Linked DNA regions of Mus musculus: region 1 is linked to region 2. A link is a contact called in public ChIA-PET data. All regions are on one chromosome and are shown on one strand. Each heading gives the region's core, a stretch centred on a gene start, on an enhancer-like site or on the middle of the called end of the contact. The rest is flanking DNA. Distances are from core to core; before and after follow the strand shown.

Region 1 (4,449 bases), core at 1,280-3,779, 400 kb before region 2:
GGATCTTTTCTGCAGTTTCTAGAAGAAACTCCCCAGAAACTCATTGTAAGGCTCCCGAGCTCCCTGAATAATTTTGGTCAATTGGGTAGTCATAGAACCCTTTGAAGGGACGGCACACCAGGCCCCAAAGGGAGCCTCATTAACCTGTGACAGGAGTCCAGTGGGGAATTTAAGTTGGTGCTTCTCAGACACATATTTCCCCTGTCCTCTGAGTTTATCAAGAGTCCACTCAGCCACGGATGCTTTGGGATCTCTCTGGTTCTGCCTTGTGAGAGATTGGCACCTATCTAGAAAATCAGATTTCCAAGACAAAAACTGTCCAGGAGAAAAAACTGCCTGGGTAACTCTAAACCACTCAGTGGGAGTGATGTTTCCCCCTCCAGAGAGGGCTTCAAGCATGGAAACAGTAAAGTGTGTATAGGACCATTAGTTTTGACTTCAGTATTGAGATCCTTAAGAGGCTTAAACTTTAATCTTTTATACTCAGTCATCTCTCCCAGCGGGGCCTTGGGAGCTGTGGCAGCTGTCACATTTTCAGTTTCACTATCACTTGCTTTTTCATCCTCTTTGCTATTTTCTGCATCAGCAGTGGGGTCCTCTTCTGAGGAGGAAGCCTCGTTGGCACTCTGGCGGGTTAACACAGGGAATGCCAAGGATTTTCTCGAACTAACTCTCTGGGAGGTTTTATTAGAATGAGATTTTTGGGAGGCTTTGTTAGGGTGAGAATGAGGCGAGCTGGCCATCCCTCGAGCCTGATGGCCGCCAGAGATGGCAGGGAAATGGACCGGAGCCATCATTGGACTAGGGAAACTGTCTCTCTTAAAGTCTCCTGAAGAGAAGAGAGCTCTATGGAGAGATCAGCAAACTGTTTTTCTAAATTTAGGACCTCTTTAAGGTCGGAAATTTGTTTAGATAGCTGTTTTTTTTTTTTTTTTTTTTTTTTTGGCCTGTAAAACTTATTCACATTGTGGAGAAAGTGGAAAGACCACAGGTGCACAAAATTCAAGAGCGGAGGAGTAAGGAAGGGGTCTAGAATGTGCCTCTGTGTTCACAATGGGTGGCCAATCAAGGTTGCAATATCAGCAGCCTCTTCCTCCAAATCACTCTCCTCAGAGGGACTTAGCTTATTTTTGTGAGGCTTCTTAAAATTGGGGTAGGTAAGCTTTGTTTCTTGTAATATTCATCACTGGATGCATTGGTGGACAGTTGAAGATAGAGGTGTTGGACAGGCTTTTTGGGGTGAGCAGCCGGGTACTCTGGGGAAGACATATCAATAATAACGGAGGGGCATGGTGAGGAAGGTTGTGGCAACTGCAGGTCTGCAATCTTTACAGAGGACATAGAGGCCAAGTGAGAAATTGGTTAAGGAAATCCTCAGCCAATGAAACAGTCTTGCCTGCCTCATCCAAAATGACTTAATGACATCTCTAATAAAACCCCAATAACTAAATGTCTGAGTAGGCACTACATCTGGACCTTCTTTATTTAAAATTTCATTAAGATCCCGTCCTACCTTTTCCCATTTAAGCGGATGAATCTCTGGTCCATCTATTATGAACCATTTACAGACTTGGGAGACAAAGATAAAATTTTTGTCAAATCATACTTTTTAACTCTATCTCTTCTTTCTCTGAGAGATTCTTTGATATCCTTAATGAAGTATTCTGCTTTAGAAAGTTTTTGGCCCATTTTATAGGATGGAGAAATGTAAACTCATCGAGGAAGATTTTCTCTCATGAGAGGTGAGAGCATTCCTCAAAACGACTTCATAGCTTGTAGAGGTGACCTTCTCAGGAAAATGGGCTCCATCTGGCTAGGGTCTGTACCTTGGGCCCCATTTTTTGGCACCACTTGTCCCCATCCACAGGACTCAGTAATTAGTGGGGTACGAGGGGGACCATGCCTGAAAGAGAAATGGGCAAGAAAGAAGGAGCAAGACCAAGCAATTATTGTCAAGGTATGTTTATTGTGAGCAAGGTTAAAGAATATAAGTGGTAAGAAGCAGGAAGTAAAGAGGGAAAAACTTGCCCATGCCTCAGCCCAGGGCAGGGGTGCTTCTGCATAAGATGCTATCTACTCTTAGCTCAGGGAACATTCTGTGGTTTTTCTCAGGAAGTTTGCAGATACTATTATCTGATCTTGATGTTCTGTCAGCTTTTATTTCAAAAGGTCAGAATTTTCTCAAGAAGGGAGGGGAACTTTGGATTATGGCTCAGTGTTGGTCTCCAACAATTGGGAGGTATGGAGCTGTGTAACTGGAACAAATATATCTTGTGTGCTAGTTGGGTACTTGCCTTAATATATGCTATTTATTTTGCACTTCAGGCTTTTCCCCTACATGTTATTATTTCCCCCTCAACAATCCTTCCCCCTATACTCCCTACCATTCTTCTCTAAATGGTGGAGGCCTTCCTGGGTATGCAACCCCCCTGGAATATAATTCTCTGGGAAGCTGGGTACACCCTCTGCCACTGAGACTACACAAGTCATTCCAGCATTTAGAACATATTCCAATGACAGGCAATAGCTCTAGGAATAGCCCCCACTTCATTTGTTGGGGCACACATGGAGACAAAGCTTTCCATTTGTTACACATGTACAGAGAGGCCTACTTCTCGCCCAGAATATTATTTATTTTGTGATTCAGTCTTTGTGTTATGCAAGGGTAGAGATTAGTTAACTCTGTTTTTCTTCCTGTTGATATCCTTTCCAATTAGATACCCCAGACTTTCTTCCTGTTCTTCCATAGCTCCATATATATTTTGACTGTAGATGTCTGCCTATGTCTGTGTCAGTTGCTGTTTTGAGCCTCTCAAAGGACAGTTATGCTAGACTCCTGTCAGTAAATATATAATTAATTGTGTGAGAGTTAGGTACTTTCCCAGTGGATATGTGGGGAATTGCCGGCTGGTCTCCAGTCCAACTGATGTCTAACCCCCAATGGTAATAATTCACCTAAATGACACAGTAGGTGTTCCTTCATGCTCCGGGAACTCCAGCCCCTTACAAAGTGACCACCTCCCACAGCCCCCACAAGAGAACCATGGTCAGTATCACATAAGCAATGTTCAAAGCTTCTGTCCTTTAGGCTAAACTCCTCCCCAGTTACCTAGCAACAGTGAAGACCATAAAAAAGGAGTGCTCAGCCCACACCTCATTCTCTTATTCCTTTGTCCTCTCACCTCTCTTCTCTCTCTCTCTCTCTCTCTCTTCCTCCTTTCTACCTTCTCTCTTTCCCCTGCATTTCTAAAATAAAGCTCTAAAACCATAGAGTCTCTGCTCTGCTCCTTCATGTTCCACTGCACACTCTGGTCAGTGTTGGGAACTTTTTTCTTCTTCCTTCTCTCCCACAATCCTGGTGGCTTTAGCAAAGTGGTTCCTTGGGGGTCCCCATGCAGGGCTGCCTCTTGACCACCCCCTGAAGAGTGTGATAGAGGAATGACCACCCAGGGATGAGTGGATAGGGCAGATAGCAGCCCTCCCATGCCTGACTGTCCAGAGAACAGGGAAACTCTGGAGGGGCATGTGCATCTTTTTCCTTCATTTCTTCGCCAGGGCCTCTGGTCCACCCCCCTTTTTAATATTTTGTTCCCAACAGCTGGTGACAGAGAGGTTATTACATCATCCGCATGAGATAGATTCAGCTGAAGAATGCTTCCCACAGAGACCTACAGGAGATCTCCAAGTTTCCCAAGACAGTGAGTGATCCAGTTCAAAAACTTGGCCTTTTACTTTTCTCTTTCTCTTTCCAAAGTGTTCTTGGCCAGCTCTGTAACTGAAAGAAAACGAGATTTTGTATCTTGTGATTCATGTAAAAGAGTTGTCTATGAGCCTGCGGCCTGGGACCAAGAACAAAGTAGAACAGACAGGGTTGTTGTTAAGACATTCCTAAGAACAGCTTGATTGTTCAAGCAGGGCTATCTTGTCTGGGTCAACACCACCTGGCCGGAACCTCCCCTCTGTCTACTGCCCCTTGACGCCAGGTAAAGTCATACATAAACTGGTTGCTATGTGAATAAGATAAGCCACCAGCCCACAGGAACAAAGTCTTGATGCCCTTTTGCTAACATGTAATCTTTCTGTTAATGTTTAAATAAGCCAATAGTGTGTTGCTATGCTGAATTCCACACCCCTAAGCACCTTACCCCATAAAAACCCCTAGCTTTCCAGCCTCATGGCCAACATCTGTTATCTCCTGTATGGGATGCATGTCAGTCAGGAGCTCCTTCGTTAAACGTCCTCATATAATTACATCAAGAGATGGTCCTTTGTGATTATTTTTCGGTGCACGCCAAATCGGGAATTGGGTGGGGGTTTCCCCACAAGGTCTAACATAACCCCTCCCCTCTAGTTCTTGGCTTTAATCTCTGCTGGCTAGGGCTGTCGTGAGGTCCCCTTCCCTTTCTTTGTTACAGGTTTAACTACAAGAGAGTTGGCTTTCTGACATCT
Region 2 (4,684 bases), core at 544-3,043:
ACAATCCCGTTTTTTGTTAGGTGGTTGTCAGATTCATTGATTGGGGGCAGGAGCCTCCCCTTTATATTACGAATTGAGCAGCACTCACTAGCTTTGTGATAACCCTTTCCACAACGAGAGCAAAGAGTAGCCACTCGGGCCTGCTCTGGGAAGGGTCAGTCTTTCTTTAGGTGGCCTATCTTTCCACAGTTAAAACAAGCTCTTTGTTTGCTGATAGAGGGGCGCTTTTGTGATTGTAATATGGCTGCAGCCAGCCCTGCATTAGTAAGTGGACATCCTAGTTCTCTACATACCCTAAGCCAATCTTGCAATCCCTTGTTTTTTCTTGGCGTGTTTGCAGTCCTGCTTTCCTGTGTGGCCTGCTCATAAACAAGCTGTTCAATTAATGGCATAGCCTGTTGAGGGTCTCCAAAAACCCTTCCTGCAGCCTCTGTCATTCGTGCTACAAAGTCTGAGAACGGCTCCTAGGAGCCCTGGATAATCTTTGTAAGGTGGCCTCCAGCTTCTCCCTTTCTTGTAAGAGCTTTCCAAGCCTTAATGGCAGCCGCTGATATCTGAGCATATGCTCCCCAATGATAATTAGTCTGATTGGCAGCATACTGTCCTTGGCCTGTTAATAATTCAAAAGTTCATTGCCTCTGATTATCATCTTCTGCCACAGCATTAATTCTTGCCTGATTCTGGGCAGCCTCATACCACAAGGCTTTCCATTCCATGTATTGTCCAATATTAGGTAGAGTGGCTTTAACTGTCATTTGCCAGTCTGCTGGAGTCATTGCTGTATTGGCAAATCTCTCGACCTGTACTAAGGTGAAGTTGGCATTGACTCCATAATTACGGACAGATTCGGCAAGTTCCTTAATTCGTTGATATTCTACAGAAGCATGTATGCATCCTGCGCCGTCTCCAGCATCGAAGACTGGAAAAGCCATCTGAATCTCTTTTAATTCCTCCTGAGGCAGAAAGGAACTAGCACCATATCTTGATTCATATGGTGGAGGCTCTGAGGGCTTGGGTGATGGCTGTATGCCCCCCCTTTTATTAACCTTTTGCTGTACTCTGTGATCAGGGCCATACCTTGCCTCTTCATATCTTGCTGCTTCCTCTTCTAATTCTGCCTCTTCACTAGGGTCTAAATCATCAGGATCTGAGCAACAAGTTCTAGGGCTTCTAGATCTTGGGTGGGATAAATATTACTAAGTTTACCTGTAGGGGGCACGTTTTCACCTTCCCCTTTTTTCACTCCCCCCCGTTTCTAGCATCCGGGGAGGTCCTTTTTCCTTAGACGTGTCTTTTTTCTTTTTACCAGCTCCTAATCTCTCGCTCCGTTCGGTTTCTGACATGCTGTCCTGAACCTCCTCTAACGTCTCTTGTCCCTCAACTACTGCAGGTTGGCAGGTCTCATCTTCTGAGCAATTCTTTATTAATTTCCAAATTGCCTTAGTGCCTAGGCGTAAGTCTCCTTCCTCAAATTTTCTATCTAGGTCTCTTCCTAGTTTATTCCACGAGGCTGTGGTCAGGGAACCTGAACAAGCATACCATGGGGCAACATGGTCAATCTCTTTGACAAAATTTTGTACAGTGCGGGTGGCAATCTTGAGATCTCTCTGCTTAAGGACAACTTGCAGTGTGTTTACAACTGACTGTGATGACCCCATTGTGCCTGCAGTTTATCTACATCCGACTTAAGGCACACTGAAGCAGAAGTGAAAGTAGAAAACCACACTCCACTCCAAAAGCAGAAGTCTGTTCCTGAAGCAGAAGTCTGCTCTCAAAGCAGAAGTCTGCTCCCGGAGCAGAAGTGAAAGTAAAATGCCACGCTCCACTCTCTTATGTACGAGAGACTGACTGAGCTTGACGGTGCCGTCGCTTATCTACGTCGGACTGACCGCACCTCAAAATTAACACCAACCATGATGAACACAATAAGACACCAGGAGAAAGAAGACAAGCACCAGGGTTACCAAAACCAAAACTTCCACCGACCCTTCCCACGGTGCTTCTAGATTGAGACCAAAGTCAAAAGGAACAACAGGCTCACGATCAGACATGCCTCTCCGAAGTTACCTTCCACTGCAGTTCTGAATCTGCCCCGTTTCCAGGGGTCTCCTCAGTGCCGGAGATGTTGTAGTTCCCGGGTTTCAGCACCAGATGTCCCTGTGTGAGAAGGAGTCTCGCCGGCGAGGACACACACACAGGACACACTTGGATCCTTCTGCAGCAAAGCTTAATGGATCTCGAGAGAAAGATGATCAGCTTCTGGGGAGGAGACCCAGAACACAGGAAACTCGGTCCTTAAATAGACCACGAAGAGCGGTTGGAGACGTGTCTTGCCCTGACTGGTTGCTCACCATCAGCCCAGATGACGCCACGGGACAGGCAGGGTACAAGGAATGGAAAAATACCCCAGCACATGCGCAGACTACTTGTTTACCAGTTAGAACACCGGATGTCAGCACCATCTTGTAATGGCGATTGCAAGGGCAGCTCCTCACAGAGGGGAAGGAGCTATGATTTTAATTTCTCCCTCATAATTATTATTTATAACACCTGGATAAATCTGCAGGCCTTTTACAATAGAACTGCTTCGTCCTAAAAGAAAGCCACAAGTTTCTACGGGTAGGGGTCCAAAGACTCTGGTAGGCAGAGTTTGGACTCCCCTTTCTGGGGTTAATACTGTGTGGATAGTGGGATGGAGGTCCAGTCTTGTATTTCCTGGGTTTGACCTGATAAGCTTTAAAACTGATCTTTTTGGCTAGGCAGCAGTTTTATAGCCCCATAAGCTGTTTTCTTTGAGTAAGTCAGGATCTGGGGCTGACCCCTTCCCTCATTTCCCAGCACCTGGCAGCTCAGAATGCCTGGCTTAGACTTGCACTCTCTGGCCCAGTGGTGGCCCTTCTTGCACCAGGAACAAATTCCTGGGGCATGGCCTGCTTGCCTATCCTCAGCACCATTGTTCTTAGGACAATTACTTTTAAAATGATCCAAACTTCTACATTTAAAACATGCATTATTCTCTCATTTCCACAAGAACATTGCTTGTACATGGGTCCCCTGCAAAATTGCACAAGATGGCCCAAAGTCTGCAGAAAGACGGATATATCCCACCAAATCTGTCTGTCCCTTATGCGGTTGAATCGTGGCTCAGCACATTGCGTTAGCATTCTCATAAGCCAATTGCATAACAAAAAGCCTTCCCGTGCCTGACTTTCTAAGGATTCTACTAGCTGAAATTAAAAGCCTGTCCACAAAGTTTTGGTAAGGCTCATCAGAACTCTGCCAAATGCTAGTTAAACTTTTACCAATATCTCTTTTAACTGGCAACAGTCCCCAAGCACTGCACGCAGCCACAATTTGCATGTACACTGTAATGGGAAAATCAGTCTGATTTGTCTGTATCTCATATGGACCCTCTCCTAAAAGCATGTTGCTATCCCAGTCTAAATTAACAACCTGAGCATTTAAAGTGGCAGTTTTTTTACTGGCGTCTCACCATTCAGAATTCCAAAGCAAAAAACGTCTCCTCTTGACAGGGTAGCCTTACAAAGAGTCTTCCAATCTAGGGGGGTTAAGTATGACTCCATGACGGTATCCAGTAGCACTTGAGTGGATGGGGCTGAAGGGCCATATTGCACAACAGCTGTTTTTAATTCCTTTTATCAACTTGAAATCCAAAGTCTGGTAATGTCTGACCCTACCATCTTGTTGATCAACTATCTCGACCTCCAGAAAGGCTAGCATATCAGACATACTCTGTCCTCTCCCATGTGCCTGACTCACAGCTCTTTCTAGCGGCACCTGGTGAACTTTAGAAGAGTTACTCTTCCCCGCTTCTGATATCCTTTTTAGCTCCTGAAGCTCATTAGTCAACTTCTGAAGCCTAATTTCAAACTCTAATTTGCTTAGTCGCGTGTCCCTATGAGTAGCACCTCCCTAGGTGGGGACCATAGGTGGAGCAGAAGACTTGCAAGAAGGCCAATTCTCATCAAAATAATGAGCAGCTCCTCTATCTGAGTGATTCTTGTTAGAAATTAGTTCCATCATCAGAGTTATCAATTCTAGAGTTAAGAGGACCCTTTTCTGAGAAGGCCCTCTCCAATAGGTGCTCTTCCTGAGATTCTACAAGCTCTGTCTGGGTACAATCTAACCCCGGAGAGGTAGCATCTTTGATAGCATCATATACATGAGCCCAGAGGCCTAAGGTGAAATTATCTGCCTGAGTGATTTTCAAGGCCTCACCAACTTTCTCCCAGGTTCTGCAATCTACTGTTTCTTCTTCCTTGAACCATGGGCAACAGCTATCTATACTATCTAAAAAATTTCTTACCAATTGTACATCAAGCCCTACTCCTCTGGCCTGAAACAGCTCCTAAAAGCTGGGGACAACCCCTTGATTCCAGTTTGTAGTTCTGATTAATATGCTGCTGACCAAAACAGAACCAGCATTGGGTAAGTGCTGAATTAAGCTTAGTTCGTATTCTACTGCACCCTCAGCAACACTTTAAAAACATGAAATTTTAAGCTAGCGCTAGCATGTGTACCTGTTTGTTGCTCCGGTGCCCAATACAAAGACCATTTGCTTTTCCAGTGGAGCTCCACATGGACAGCGTTCTCTCAGTGTCCTTCTGCCATTCTTCAGGTCCCTGGTCTGGCACCAAACTGTTGCATGCAGTCCAGCGGCTCA

Evidence for each region. ChIA-PET counts read pairs in DNA pulled down with a chosen protein or histone mark.
Region 1: an RNA polymerase II ChIA-PET map of memory CD8 T cells shows a contact between it and region 2, with 7 read pairs. The contact joins two enhancer-like sites. A contact is called at or near these places in 3 of 484 Hi-C or Micro-C datasets (CD4 T cells and the HPC-7 cell line) and 1 of 115 datasets of contacts at active chromatin or transcription factors (memory CD8 T cells).

What each region holds. Positions count from the first base shown.
Region 1 is chr17:18,955,596-18,960,044 of GRCm38.p6, reverse strand. Gm41538 (a long non-coding RNA gene) reads left to right here. Exons shown (of 3, transcript XR_876649.2): 2 at 3,599-3,698. Among named protein-coding and RNA genes, the nearest start is that of Gm41538, 11 kb to the left of the region's middle. Within about 2 kb of position 2,529, at least 8 of the 459 cell types and tissues checked have an H3K27ac peak or open chromatin away from gene starts, as enhancers often do. A contact at or near this core is called in memory CD8 T cells, where this site is marked.
Region 2 is chr17:18,556,025-18,560,708 of GRCm38.p6, reverse strand. No RefSeq gene overlaps it. Among named protein-coding and RNA genes, the nearest start is that of Vmn2r96, 23 kb to the left of the region's middle. Within about 2 kb of position 1,793, at least 78 of the 459 cell types and tissues checked have an H3K27ac peak or open chromatin away from gene starts, as enhancers often do. A contact at or near this core is called in memory CD8 T cells, where this site is marked.